Regions from separate parts of the Mus musculus genome. Here all the other regions are linked to region 4. Evidence: chromatin contacts called from public ChIA-PET and HiChIP or PLAC-seq data. All regions are on one chromosome and are shown on one strand. The core of a region is the stretch at or near the end of the contact, and the rest is flanking DNA. Distances in the headings are between cores, read along the strand shown. Region 1 overlaps Hivep2 (human immunodeficiency virus type I enhancer binding protein 2). Region 2 overlaps Hivep2 (human immunodeficiency virus type I enhancer binding protein 2). Region 3 overlaps Hivep2 (human immunodeficiency virus type I enhancer binding protein 2). Region 4 holds the start of Pex3 (peroxisomal biogenesis factor 3).

What was found. ChIA-PET counts read pairs in DNA pulled down with a chosen protein or histone mark. HiChIP or PLAC-seq counts read pairs in DNA pulled down with a chosen protein or histone mark.
Region 1: an HNF4G HiChIP or PLAC-seq map of pancreatic cancer cells shows a contact between it and region 4. The contact joins the enhancer-like site here to the promoter of Pex3 in region 4. A contact is called at or near these places in 10 of 39 promoter capture datasets (3T3-L1-derived adipocytes, cranial neural crest, embryonic stem cells and 7 more), 1 of 15 datasets of contacts at CTCF or cohesin (the NIH/3T3 cell line), 7 of 484 Hi-C or Micro-C datasets (CD4 T cells, cortical neurons, forebrain and 3 more), 16 of 115 datasets of contacts at active chromatin or transcription factors (the 230-238 cell line, the NIH/3T3 cell line, astrocytes and 11 more) and 3 of 9 other capture datasets (adipose tissue, embryonic stem cells and liver).
Region 2: an H3K4me3 HiChIP or PLAC-seq map of bone marrow-derived macrophages shows a contact between it and region 4, with 4 times the contacts expected there. The contact joins the enhancer-like site here to the promoter of Pex3 in region 4. A contact is called at or near these places in 12 of 39 promoter capture datasets (the C10 cell line, the HPC-7 cell line, HPC-7-derived erythroid cells and 8 more), 1 of 15 datasets of contacts at CTCF or cohesin (the NIH/3T3 cell line), 15 of 484 Hi-C or Micro-C datasets (B cells, the BV-2 cell line, LSK cells and 12 more), 20 of 115 datasets of contacts at active chromatin or transcription factors (the 230-238 cell line, astrocytes, bone marrow-derived macrophages and 13 more) and 5 of 9 other capture datasets (adipose tissue, bone marrow-derived macrophages, embryonic stem cells and 2 more).
Region 3: an RNA polymerase II ChIA-PET map of memory CD8 T cells shows a contact between it and region 4, with 131 read pairs. The contact joins the enhancer-like site here to the promoter of Pex3 in region 4. A contact is called at or near these places in 11 of 39 promoter capture datasets (the 3T3-L1 cell line, 3T3-L1-derived adipocytes, the C10 cell line and 6 more), 4 of 15 datasets of contacts at CTCF or cohesin (the NIH/3T3 cell line, large pre-B cells, pro-B cells and 1 more), 33 of 484 Hi-C or Micro-C datasets (the AtT-20 cell line, B cells, the C10 cell line and 23 more), 30 of 115 datasets of contacts at active chromatin or transcription factors (the 230-238 cell line, T-cell acute lymphoblastic leukemia, acute myeloid leukemia and 20 more) and 5 of 9 other capture datasets (adipose tissue, embryonic stem cells, liver and 2 more).

Annotation. Positions count from the first base shown.
Region 1 is chr10:14,016,719-14,020,026 of GRCm38.p6, reverse strand. All of the region lies in intron 1 of Hivep2 (human immunodeficiency virus type I enhancer binding protein 2), which reads right to left. Among named protein-coding and RNA genes, the nearest start is that of Hivep2, 52 kb to the right of the region's middle. Within about 2 kb of position 2,011, at least 164 of the 459 cell types and tissues checked have an H3K27ac peak or open chromatin away from gene starts, as enhancers often do. A contact at or near this core is called in the NIH/3T3 cell line, adipose tissue, astrocytes and 12 more, where this site is marked.
Region 2 is chr10:13,982,181-13,985,355 of GRCm38.p6, reverse strand. All of the region lies in intron 1 of Hivep2 (human immunodeficiency virus type I enhancer binding protein 2), which reads right to left. Among named protein-coding and RNA genes, the nearest start is that of Hivep2, 17 kb to the right of the region's middle. Within about 2 kb of position 1,520, at least 300 of the 459 cell types and tissues checked have an H3K27ac peak or open chromatin away from gene starts, as enhancers often do. A contact at or near this core is called in the 230-238 cell line, B cells, the BV-2 cell line and 21 more, where this site is marked.
Region 3 is chr10:14,043,626-14,046,945 of GRCm38.p6, reverse strand. All of the region lies in intron 1 of Hivep2 (human immunodeficiency virus type I enhancer binding protein 2), which reads right to left. Among named protein-coding and RNA genes, the nearest start is that of Hivep2, 79 kb to the right of the region's middle. Within about 2 kb of position 1,730, at least 130 of the 459 cell types and tissues checked have an H3K27ac peak or open chromatin away from gene starts, as enhancers often do. A contact at or near this core is called in the 230-238 cell line, B cells, the C2C12 cell line and 21 more, where this site is marked.
Region 4 is chr10:13,551,307-13,554,558 of GRCm38.p6, reverse strand. It overlaps Pex3 (peroxisomal biogenesis factor 3), which reads left to right and starts at 1,417. Exons shown (of 12, transcript NM_019961.3): 1 at 1,417-1,733. The coding sequence starts at 1,661. It overlaps Adat2 (adenosine deaminase, tRNA-specific 2), which reads right to left and starts at 1,652. Exons shown (of 6, transcript NM_025748.4): 1 at 1,198-1,652. The coding sequence starts at 1,293.

The DNA of each region.
Region 1 (3,308 bases), core at 762-3,261, 460 kb before region 4:
TTATATGGCATAAGCACAATGCAATCAAGGGACAAGCAGCTATTCCCTCCCACACAAATTATATTCTTCTGTGAAATGTATTTTTAATGAAAAATGCATAGCCCTCCTCCGTGTTTGGTTCTGCGCTCCCACTCCTCCACATAAAAGCATACATTCATTTTGAAGAAAGGGAGAACTGTATACCTCCTTAGGACACCCCCTACACCACAGAGCACAGGAGAATAGACGCATCCTACCCCTCAGATGGATCTTTCCACACACTGTCACTCCTCAAAAAGCAAATCGAGTTGCCAGTGACACCTGGGAGATACTTCAATGGAATCAACCAAGAGGGCTTCACCCATGTTTAAGTGATTTCTTTCTAATCAGATGCATTAAGGAAGCTTAATTTATTCGATTACCAATGACTCAAAACCCCTAGCTCTGAATTTCAATCTCTCACAAGTTTCAAGCGATAAATTGCTTGCTTGTGAGTCACCCTGCTTCTCCAAGGAGCGAGTTCTCAAAGGGAAAGGAAAGGGTTTGGGTAGGTGAGCTTTGCCTGGCACCTGCCTCTCTTTCTTTCTCCTACAGTCATTCGAATTTTAAATGACCAAAACTGAAACAACATGACTTGGCAGGTGATAGGTTTTTGCCATTAGGAAGGCTCATGTGAAAGGAAGAGACAAAAATAATTACAAAATGTCCCATGCCCACTTCATGGAACAGAATGAAACCAAAGAGCTATGAATAAAATACTTCCAGACAGTTTCTTCACCCCACACTTCTTTCTCAGGGTACCAGAGGCAGAGATTATCTCCTAATTTGGTTCCTAGGAAGCAAACTATCAAGAAAGTTGTTGCAGTAAGACTGGTAATGCTACATTAAGAGAAAATGCCCTGATTTTGGAAGGGGTGTGTGGGGGAAATAACAAAATTGGTAAGCAAAATCAGTAATTTCTTTTCATAGTGGAAATCGTCTTAAAAGACCAGAAAAGTAATTCTACCTAAATGAGTAAATGTTATAATTGCATTTCAGTAAAAAGAGTGTTTACATTTTGTCTAATTGGCATTTAAAGAAACCAAAATCATCACCAGAAAGATCGCCACCCACAGAGGCAGCCTAGTGTGCCCTGCCTCACATGTGACCCCCACCCACCTGCTTAAGCCCCGCCTTCCTTCACGCCACAGGAAATTGGGAATCACTTCTGCAAACAAGTAGCAGGAGGAAATGATAAAGACAGGAAGATAAAGAGGAGGAAAGAAGTGGTGTGGAGACAGACAGACAGACCATTTGGGGGAGAGCACACACAGCGTTTTAGATATTGGGGCCAATCTGGCTACAGTTTAGTAATCTTACATTCGTTCGAAAGAAAAAAAAAAGTGGGAAAGGAAGCAAATTAAAAATTCCTGTGTGTTAGTTATAATTCATCTCCACACATATACACAAATGCACAGGTCTCCATAGCTTGTCAAAATAAGGTGCAGGTTAAAAAATAAAATCAGTGCTACATGGATAGCCAACTAAACTCAAACACAAAATTCTTATCACTGTGCCTACTCAACATCTTAAAATTTAGAACCTCTGCTCTTATTCATGGCTAACAACAGCAACAACAATTCAGCTGCTCATGGATCTTTCCAGCAGATATGAAAGGCAACCTCTTAACTAATTAGAATCCTATGCAGCTCTATCCAACCCAGAGTTGCCACCCTCCTCCCCCAGCTGCCCACAGCGGGGGTTCTAACTATCCACTTTCTCGGTCCGGAAATGCACCTTTCCCCACAGGCAGCCACAGCGAAGAGCTAAGGAAAGAGCTGAGCCAGGGATTCGGCTGTTCACAAAAGGAATTCCCCTCCCTTCCCCTCTTTCTCCCTCCCCCTTCTTCTTCTGTCCCTCCCCCGTCATCACTGGTGAATAATATCCCTCACTACCTGCCTTGATCAACACCGTGAGCCCCTGTCTTCAGGCATGCAGGGAATTTAACAGCCTGGAAATTCCTGTTGTCCACTCGCTGAGGTCACAGATAAAGCTAAACAACAGCCGTGGCTCCCATCAATCATAAGTCACTCGCTGGGAGAATGTATGGAAGGAGACCTGATGTAAGCGAGTCACCAGAGAAAATACCCACTGATGACGCATATCCAGGCATAAAAATAGTCACAGGGCCCTCAAAGGGATTATTCAACAGCCTACATTTAGACTTTCTTACAACAGACCTGAAGTCAATGTGCCACAGTAAGTGGCTGAAGTTTAAGTTCAACAGACAGAACCAGGAATAGTTGCTTTAAACATGCTCCCACCGTAACAAGCTGTTTAGTAAGTTTTAGCATCTCTTTCTAAGCATCAAACAGTACCAACCAGCCATCTCACAAAATGCCACAGCATTGTTAATTCTACTCACAACTTTCAAAGCACAATTTCTGCTTATAACACACATGGCCTAAGAACATTAGACTCAAGCAGTCCAGAGATACATTGTCACCACAGGAGATACATAGTCACCACAGGAGATACATAGTCGCCACAGGAGATCCATAGTCATGGCTGTTTCCTCAACTGAAGGTAGGAAAATAGTACAAACTGCAGTTGTGAATCTTTTGTCTCTGGAAAACATGCTTTTAAGTGGAATAAAACTTAATAACAAGGTACACCACAGAAGCTGACATTCTGCTCCCTGTCTTTGCGGTTATAATTGTTCAGAAGTGGTTGGATCATTTATAGGAATAATTATGGTGTGTGTTACATACACCTGCTACATGTGGAACATTTATGTGCTCATTAAGATTAATAGCTCATGAGCATGACCACTGTTCAACAAATGGGTGCATGAAAATAAGAAATGATGAGATCTTAACCAAGCAAGTGACAAAATATTAATGATGGCATAAAGCCTGGATTGTTAGGTTGTTGTTGTTGTTGTTGTTGTTTTATGAGGAGAAAAATATCTTTTTACGTGTATCACAATTATAATAATAATTCAAGTTATTTGTTCCTTTCCCATCCTACTCAAACATATGTGCAGCTTGCAGATCAGAAAAGGCTGGATTTTGACATATTTTCTATCTGAATATCTAAAAATGTTCCCCTCCAAGTTTCCTACGGCGAACAATGAAGGAAACTGGCTATCACAGACCCTAAAATTCAGCCTCAGGATTTGAACACCTCGCCTGCTTGCTATGTCCTCCTCCTTGTTAGCCTTACTTGGCGATTCTCCGAATAATGCAGATTTCCACTGTTGTCATGCAAATTTATCAGCCACACAGAAGGGATCTGTGATAGAGTTGATCTCAGTACCTGATGTTACTGGCTGCCCTGCCTACACGACT
Region 2 (3,175 bases), core at 271-2,770, 430 kb before region 4:
GGAGCTGTCAGGCAGCTCTATGAAGGCATGTGAGCTTTCTGCACCATAGAAAGTATTTCCTCTGGCTGGAGAGATGGCTTAGTGGTTAAGAGCACTGACTGCTCTTCCAGAGCTCCTGAGTTCAATTCCCAGCAACCACAGGGTGGCTCACAACCATCTGTAATGGGATCCGATGCCCTCTTCTGGTGTGTCTGAAGACAGCTACAGTGTATTCATATACATACATACATACATACATACATACATACATACATACATACAAACATACATACATACAATCTTTTTTTAAAAAAAAAGTATTTCCTCCAAACTAGGCATATCTATTCATGGATGAAATGAAGCACATATATTTGAGCCACAAATATAGATCAAATGTTGGTTTGGATAAATATTATAAAAATTCTAATTTGGTACCACTCAGAAGGGCTCCTCATAAAATGGTTTTCACACAAGTGTATGTTACTCTCCTGACAATTATGAGATTTAGTTAATGAGTCTAAGGATCCTACTTAGCACCTCGAACAAGAAGGTGCATAAAAACTGGAGATTATTGTTAATTCAAATCTGGAGTAATTGATCCTTATTAATCGACTACTAAATAAATATCTGCATAATGCTAATGTCATACACGGACAAGCTGGATTTAGAAGTGGTTAAATCATACAGAAAAGCAATGGACAATGGGCTCAAACATAGTGTAACCTCAAAGATGAAATTCACATGTACTTCAATAGTTTACAGGACATCCAATGTACCTCCTGCCTATGTCAGTACAAGGACAAGAAAATCACCTCCCAAATTTAATCTTTTACTAATGTAACATTCTTCTATTCCACTGAGATTTTAATTCCCATGGTCTTGTTTGCTCTTCAAATTGTTAAACAATCAAGATTGCATCATGGGTGCAGCTGAGTGGTAGCAAGCTTGCCTAACATTCTTTAGGCTCTGTGTTTGATAAGGTGTGCTAGCATGTGGTAATGCCTACACAATGATGTCAGCCCCCCTCAACTACAACTTGCCCTGATTTTTATGCTCCAAGTTTATTTCCCTGAGTAGCCTTCTATAATCTGTAGAAGTTCAAAAGAAACAAAACTATCCTCCCACAGATACACACCAGAAAGAAAAAAACAAGCAAGCAAGCAAACAAACAAACCAAAGACATGATTTCAAGACCCACAGGTCTTACTTAAAACTCTTCTCAAATAGCCTTAAAGTTCTTCACTGCATAAATCAGTTGACAGTTCCCAAGGCTAATGACATCATATGCTACACACATGGGCTAATCATGTGAGGACATTTAAGCTACGCTTTCAAAAGCATAGGTCAGTGTAGCAGAACACAGAGAGTAAAGTGCGTGTTCCACAATATTCCTGGGGTTTAATAGAAACTACTACACAGTATTTTCATCTAACTAAAACTCTGTCAAGTGTTTGACATAAGAAACCTCAGTAGACCTCCCAGTGAACTTTGGCATTTTGGCCGTGTGGCCAGAAGAACAGTCTCCCATGACAAAGCCTATTCATGAGTCAGCCAGGGAAATAAGCACAATGCTTGCTTAGCTGACGGCTCTTCCCTTTATCGTACTGGCAAGCATGCGCGACACGGGCATCCGCGGTACTAAATTATAGATTGTATATCGTTCTAAAATGCAGTTTCAAGGGTTATGTAAACATGTCTTATTAATAAGCCTAGGTTGACGTGCTTTGGTTTCCGTTGTTTGAAGTCTACCAGGGAGAAAGAGATCAGCAAAATATCTGCAAATTCGAGATAATACATCCACAGCTACTGATGTATTACTGTCCTAAGTTTGCAAAATGGTTCATATTTAAAAAAAAAAAACACACAGAAAGAAAAGAAAACCTCACTTTACCTAAACAATGGCTTAAATGACTATGAAGGGGTCTGTCCTGCAGGGTCCCCAGGCCTGATATTTAGGTTTTGCCCCAGATGCCCTTGTCAGTATTTCCACAACAAAGTCAAAGGTGGCCTTTGGAAGGAGGGTTAAAGAGGAGGCTTCCTGTCAGGGCTTTACAACAGAGAATCAACAGAGGCCCTGTGAGGTCAGCATTATTCAGCACTGGGGCCTCCTTTCCGGGACCCCTCCGGATGCTCGGGGTCCCCAGGCTGGGCGGTCCGCGGCCAGTGCTCACCCTGGCTTTCCGCCCAGGCAGCCCCTGCCAGGCCTTGCACCCAGAGCCCTTGCGCAACCAGGGTGCTCCGCATGGGCCCCGAAACTAGGCCGGCTGCTAGAGCAGCGAGCCCCACTTTCTCCAGGCAGGAAGTGGGGAGGCGGAGAGCATTTCCTGTTGTGCACTGACAGCCAGGGAGACGTCATCGCAGTCAGCGCCTTCGGATGGCCGCCCCTGGGCCAAAGGTCAGCTGCCGGCAGGGCGGGGGCTCGCAGGCGGGGGCGTGCGCTGAGACTCCCGCTGCAACGCTGCGCCTCCCGGGTCTGCAGTCCCACAAGAGGCCACCTGACGCCTTACGGTCCTGCAGGACTCAACTCCCGCCCACCAACCCCCGCCCGGCCCCAGCAAGAAGAGGCATGCATCTTCAGAGGCTGAAGAAGCACTTTCCTTGCCCGATCCTGATTGCAGTTTCCCTAATAGGACTCTCTACCAGGAATCTTTTTTTTGTTTGTTTTGTTTTGTTTTGTTTTGTTTTTCGAGACAGGGTTTCTCTGTATAGCCCTGGCTGTTCTGGAACTCACTTTGTAGACCAGGCTGGCCTCAAACTCAGAAATCCACCTGCCTCTGCCTCCCAAGTGCTGGGATTAAAGGCGTCCGCCACCACACCTGGCTACCAGGAATCTTTTAAAGCATCAAAAGTTGCCTGCCCTCCCCCTTCCTCCCCTCGAGCCCCACTTTTTATCTCCAATATTGATTCCTTAAACAACTGACACATGGCAGAAATGAAAGCTGATTTCCATACTGCGCACCTCCAATGAAGTCGAAGACAAACAGGAAATGCTATGTTCTCATTAAATACCCACTGCACAGCATAAACTTCCACCTACTGAGGTCTTTAATGCTCGTAATTTATTTCTTAAAAGTCTCCTAAGATCTATTTGGTCTTGCTCTTACCCTGGATAATAACAACAAAAAACAGGACCAAAATATTTTAAGGGAAAAATGATCGATTTATAGTTTTTAAGCCACTGATTTTTTTTTTTCTT
Region 3 (3,320 bases), core at 481-2,980, 490 kb before region 4:
TTAGGAGCATGGAAATAATTTTATTATATTTTTAAACATGAAAATGTACAGAAACCACCATGGAAGCGTGTACAAAGTGAATGCAATACCAATCCATTTTTTTTTTCCTGCCACTTCAACATTATCATAATGCCCCAGGGCTTTGTTTTCCCCACAGAAACACCAGATTTTAAGATGCATTTGAAATCTGAGTCTTGATAAAACATGTTTGTTTGCTAGTTCTGTTGTTAGCTTTTTTCCCCCCAGTAAGGGCTGGCACTTTTAGAACTATCTCTCATCTGCGTTTGAGTGTACTCAACAACTATTATCTCATTACTTTACCACATCCTGGGAAGGGCTAAGTGGCAGACAGCATCCATCCACTGTCCTCCCTTTTCACTAAGAAGCAGCAAGGGGTTAAAAAACCAAGACCTTCATACTCCCCAGATCCACTTAACTGCCCTGGCCAAGCTGCCTCCAAGGAGAGGAAAAAATATCTCCTTAGATCAGAATGGAGACAGGCTTGCTGTACAGTGCCCTTGTGTTAAACCTAAGAGACAGATGCAAGACGCTTACTCCTCTCTCGTGGTAAATAACTCCAACATGACTGATGCTCCACAGAAATCAATAGCAGGGACGATTGCCTTTTTTGGAACTGCCTGGGCAGTCAGCTGGAGAGGGGGCACTGCTAATCCCAGGCATGCTGCCTGGATCATGCACTGAAAACAGGCTTCACAAAAGAGAAGGGCGAGTAGCTTACTTATTAAAGAGACAACTGTAAAGTCTGATACAAACAGGCAAGCGTAAAGCCTCCACTACACAGACCCAAAGCTTGGCTTGGCAACCAAAAAAAAAAAAAAAAAAAAAAAAAAACCCAAAACAAAACAATAAGCAGTTGAAAAAGTCTAGCCCCCCTTCATCCCTGAGATGACACCGCCACTGAGAAACAGTCTGCAGAGAGGGCTGGTGGAGATGGGCTCCCCAGTGACCCAGAACCCACAGCAGGAAGTAGAGGGGAAGCCTCCTCCGCCTGTCTGACACTAACCCAGTGAAAGACTGCAGTGGAGACCATGGGGATTTCTCCTTTTGCTTTGGTTCTGAAGCAGCCTACACTTTCCTCAAGGCCAAAAGTCTAGCTGACAATTGCCTAAATCGTGTTCCCCAAGGTCGTTCCTTTCTGCACTGCCCACCAAGGCAAGGGAATCCATGTGACCTTGAGGAGGATGAAAGTCATTTCTGACCCCACTTTTAATTCTCAACTGATTTAACTGAAACCAGACACTGGGTGCCAACAACGAGAAGTTTAAAACATTGTACATGAAGCTTGGGCTGATGAGCAAGTCACAAAATGATATATACTAACACCCAGTGCTGCCTGTCAACTTAAAAATTAAAATAAAATAAAATAAAATAATGAAGACAGAAACTCTATCAGCTCCTTTACAACAAACAGGCCTGGTTCGTTTACAACTCCTGGAAATAACTCTGGGTCGGTCAAATGTTCTTATTTCATATGTTCTCACCGGCTTTCAGGACTGGGGCACATTGTTTCCCCAAACACCATCCGGCCATAATGACCAGGTTACCACTGATAATTATGCTCGCCTGTCTATAGGTTTGTCAGCTAAATGAATCCACAGACGCCCGTCATAATGAGCAGAATTCAACTTCTGCCACAGCTGGGCTGACCACATCACATTAGGAAAACAAGCTCTTTGCAATAACCAGTTCTGGGCATCACTGGTTAAAAAAGACTAGTTTCCTGTTTTTCTCAAAGACTTCACAATGTGGGTATTGCTATTTTTTACCCCACCCACACTTCTTCTCTTTAATTGCTGAAGATTAGATGCTGTAAACACCTAACCATGGGTAGTGTGTGTGTGTGTGTGTGTGTGTGTGTGTGTGTCTGTGTGTGTCAGGTGGGGTTTGTCCATTCCTAGCCAAGGCCTCACCTTGGCTGAGACAGGACTTGGGGATTCGGCATGAACTTCCCCGCAGCCTCAACTCAGAAAGCTGACCTTGGAGCTGGGCCTGAGCTAGGGAGGTGCTGCAAGCTCTGTGCTAGGTCCTTGTAGCTGACACCAGAAATGGCAGTTTGGGGGAGAAGACCACTTACAAGTGGAATTGCAACTCAGGTTTGCTAAGCAAATCCCACAGTTAAGAGTCTGGTTAAAAAAATAGTTACGAATCTATTTTTAAAAAAAAAAAGCAAGTATGAAATGCCAACCTAGCATCTACTTATAACCATGGAGAGGCGTCCTTCTCCCTCACTGGAAAAGGCTGCTTTCTTTTTCCAGGGACGTTTAAGGACATGTTTAAGGTACAAAACAGCATGGCTGCTCTGCTTGACCCCCACCACCTCAGTCAAGACCCTGTTCTAAAGTCAATTCCTCCCAGACCCTCCACAAACTTACAGGGGGCGTGTGTGTGCACGGAAGCACATAGCTGCATTTGTGCATCCCTGTCTGTCTGTCTGTCTGTCTGTCTGTCTCTCTCTCTCTCTCACACACACACACACATACACACATACACACACACACACACACACACACACACACACACACACACACACGTGAATGAGAAGGATGATCTGTGTCTGCCTCCTGGGGGAGTGGGGGAGGGGTGCAACAGAATGTGTGCATCACTGAAGCCAGCAGCCCCCCAGGCTGAGCCTAGGTAACAGCAAGCAATGGGTGAGTACTTCCTGAGCACTCAGCCCGGCCTCCAGCCTCCCACTCCGACTTCCGATGACCTGTGTCTCCCCTCCTCTGCCTACATTCTGGTCACCACGTCTCTGGAATCCCTCATCCTGCGTTCCTTTGCATCTGCCTTTCTCACAGACCAAGAGCTCTGAGAGGTTGCATGCGGCAATAGCCGCTCAGCAAACACCGGATGATCTGTGACAGGAAAGTCACTTTTGACTGACAACTTTGGAGTTAGTCAAGTACACAATCTATTTTTTTTTTAAATCTGGAAGAAAAAAGTCACAATTAGGAACAGATTTCTGCCTATAGCTCCTTGATCTAATATTGCGACTTTGAAGCTGTTTTTCTTTAAAACTTTTAAAATGTTTTCTTTAAAAGTCAATGAAGACAGGGGACTCCAGGGGAAATTAAAATCTTCGTTTTGAAGGAGTGAGGAAAAGTGGAGGTCCCAGTTTGAATCTTCAGAGCCTGCAAAAGACGTCAAGCACAATTTTGGCTACTCTAGAACTGGGATGGAGGAAAAATGGAAGCAAGCGCATTCATTCTCTTACTCTAGCCTACTCTACAAACACTGGGTTCAGTGAGAAACCCCATCTCAAAAATCAAGGTGGAGAGTGTTGAGAAATGTCAACCTCT
Region 4 (3,252 bases), core at 168-2,667:
CTCTATGGACAAGTTCAAAGCTTGAGGCTGAAAATCCACAACACTCCACCCAGTCTCAGACTTTCCATTGCCCCTCCCATTTCTTCCAGTCTGTCCCTTCCCTTTGTCACAAATGCAAAAGAGTTGAGTCAAATAGGTCTAACTGTTTAGATGGATTTGAACTTAAGAAGCTGGCCTTCTTTGGAAGAGGCCAAAGCTCTGCCACTGAAATGGTGACTTGATCTTCCTTAAACCAACAAATTCTCAACTCGACAACTGATGAACAAAGGCTCTCTTCTTCCCACCCCGAGCTCTGAGAAAGATGACCAAAAAAAAAAAAAAAAAAAAAAAAGATGTTAATTAAAAAATTAAAAGAATGCATTATGCCATTTGTCTGGGGGCGTGGGGTGGAAAACATGTTTCTGTCTTCTAGATTTTAATTTCTTATGAAGGTGAACTTCTGTAACCATTAGAATAAAAAGGTGAGATATTTTAATTTTGTAAAAGAATAAACAAAAATAATATCCCCACACCAAAGGCTGAGCTCAGTTTTAAGGCCTTTACAATGCTGTAAACAAATTGGTGTTCCATGTTCACAGAATGAAAACCCAGCATCAAACTGTGTATACATACATAGTTTGTATGTATATCCCTGCCACAAACGTCTATCCCTGCCACACATCGATATGGGTAATAAGCTTGGGAAAACATGTAAAAATACGACCAGAGCTCTCCATGATGAGCAATCTATAAGAATCGCAGGAAGGAAGGGAATACAAGGGCAGAGAAAAGTATCGTAGAAAGAGTAGACACATCATCGGTGAGGATTGTACCAGGACACGTTTTGATATGACCCTTTACAGAAACATCAGCTTCCTCCCATTATATGGGAGCAAGCCATAAAATAATGTGGCTTTATGGATTTGAAAGTATGTGTCCACATGGGAAGGAAGATAGGCAGGTAGGGAGCACACATCCCCAGGCGGCAGATAAGACTCCCTGTAATACATCAATCGAACCGTTTCTGTATTTTCCCTTCACCCCAATTACTATGAGACAAAGCTAAAGAAAAATTCCCCCTAGAATAAAACAAGTTGCTGCTTCAGGTATTTTCAGACATGATAGATAGCGCGCCCGGCACATTTGCTCAACTACTCTGGTCAGGATATGGCCGGGAGAAAGTTTGCGCTCTCAGCATCCACCTGCCCGATTCCTCACCATTCGCATCGCCTCCTCCATCCACTTTTCCGTCTCCTGTACGGACACCACGCACGGGCCGTCTGGAGTAGTGGTGGACTCCACCTTCTCCTCCATACCTCCGCCGCTCAGAGACTCCGGGCCGAGGGACGAGAGAAGAGAGGACAGCGGAACGCGGCGGGAGCGGACCTTGCTTCCAGGAGGACGGGAAAAGACGAGGCACCCGGGAGCTATTTGCGGACGGACCCAGGCGTCCCGGATCAGTAAGCGGCGGCTGGGGGACCGAAAGCGTCGCTGCTCCGCTCTAGTCCACGCCCCCTTCCTCCGCTTAAGCCACAACCTCTGCTCAGAGAAACGTCTGTGGTTTCTGGAGAGCACCTAGCGCCGCCACCGCGCTGCTGCCGGAGGTCCAGGCCAGGTGGACGGAAGACACGGTGAGCCAGCCCCTCTCCCCTAGGCAACCCACACAACACGGGGTCTGGAGATGCTGAGATCAATGTGGAATTTTCTGAAACGTCACAAAAAGAAATGCATCTTCCTGGGCACAGTCCTCGGAGGTGAGTGACAACATGCTTTTTAGAAGGGGCCATTGGCAGAAAGGAGTGACAGAGGTGACTTATAAAAACAGGCAGGGCCCACTGATACCAAACTGGGATTTGTCGAAGGGATTGGCTCAACCGTCAAAGAAGAACCTCTAAAGTTCTTTTATCTGGATCTCTGTGCCCTTTGCCCCTCACTCTGCCCCCGTCCTTTTTCTCCCCATGGGCCTTCAAGAGTCTACCCCAATGAAGTTTCTTTTCAAAGCACTATTCTCGTATAGATAGATACATTTGCCTTCCAATTTTCTTCTTTTGCTTTCCTGTTAGATTTTCATTCTGTTTGTCAACTCTGCTTTCAACCTTTCACACGAGTTTCGAAATATTCTAGGGCCATTATCTTAAGTCTGCTCTTTGAGGTGGTGTTTAAAGGTAAACCGAAAACAGCATGTTGCTGTAAAATATACAGCAGATAATTTCTGTTCTCCAATTGTAAAGTACAAACTATATATCAACACAGTGCTTATTCTGCAGTGTTGTCAGGACTGGCAAGGTTGTGGTCATGATCCATTTTGGTGATATAGTTGAGTTCACTGGCTGAGAGGAAAGTTAGAAACAGGATAAAAATCTTGATGCTGGAATTGTAACTTTGTGGTAGAGTGCTTGCCTAGGCTGACTGCATTGGGTCCCAGGGAAGGAGCAACACACACACACACACACACACACACTGCTTTAAACCCTTTGTCTTGGAAAGACAACCCTCAGTTAATAATTATGGGATTTTAAGAAGGGAATCTTTTGAACAACACAAAAAGGGAGTTTAAAAGAATTTTTAAAACTTGAGTTTTAAGAACTGTTACCACTATCCTCTGATCTATGTGTGTGTGTGTATAAATATATCATAATATGACTTAAAATATTAGGACATTTGTAAAACAGTAACCACATTCTGCATATCTCTGAGGTATAGCACAAATGAATAATAGTTCATATTTTATAGGAAATACTTTATAGATACAATGTGTTTTATATTACCTCCAGTCTCTAATATCTAAGGTATATAAATTGTACCAATATTATAGAATACATATGCTAAAGATAAAGTTGTCATGGAAGACGTATAAAGAAAAATTTTTGCTCTACCTAAGGGAAGAAAATTGTCTCTAGCAATTTCAGAGGGAAAAGCCTAACCCTTACAGTTTATGAAATACTTAATGGCAGATCAGAAATAATCATAGGAGAAATTAAAGAGTATATGCATATAGTAATAGGTTTTTTTTGAAACGATATTGAGAGTTTTATATTTGGAGATGAAGAGGAAGGAAAAAACTGGGTGTGGTGGCACACACTCTTAATCCCAGCACTCGGAAGCAGAGACAGGCAGCTCTCTGAGTTGGAGGTAAGGTCCAGAACACCCAGAGCTTCATATTGAGACCCTGTCTCAAAAAACAAAAGACATACAAACAGAAAACAAAACAACAACAAAAGGGAGGGGGAAGAGATTCAAAGGTATAATCGAAGCACTATTGCTTTTTTAGCA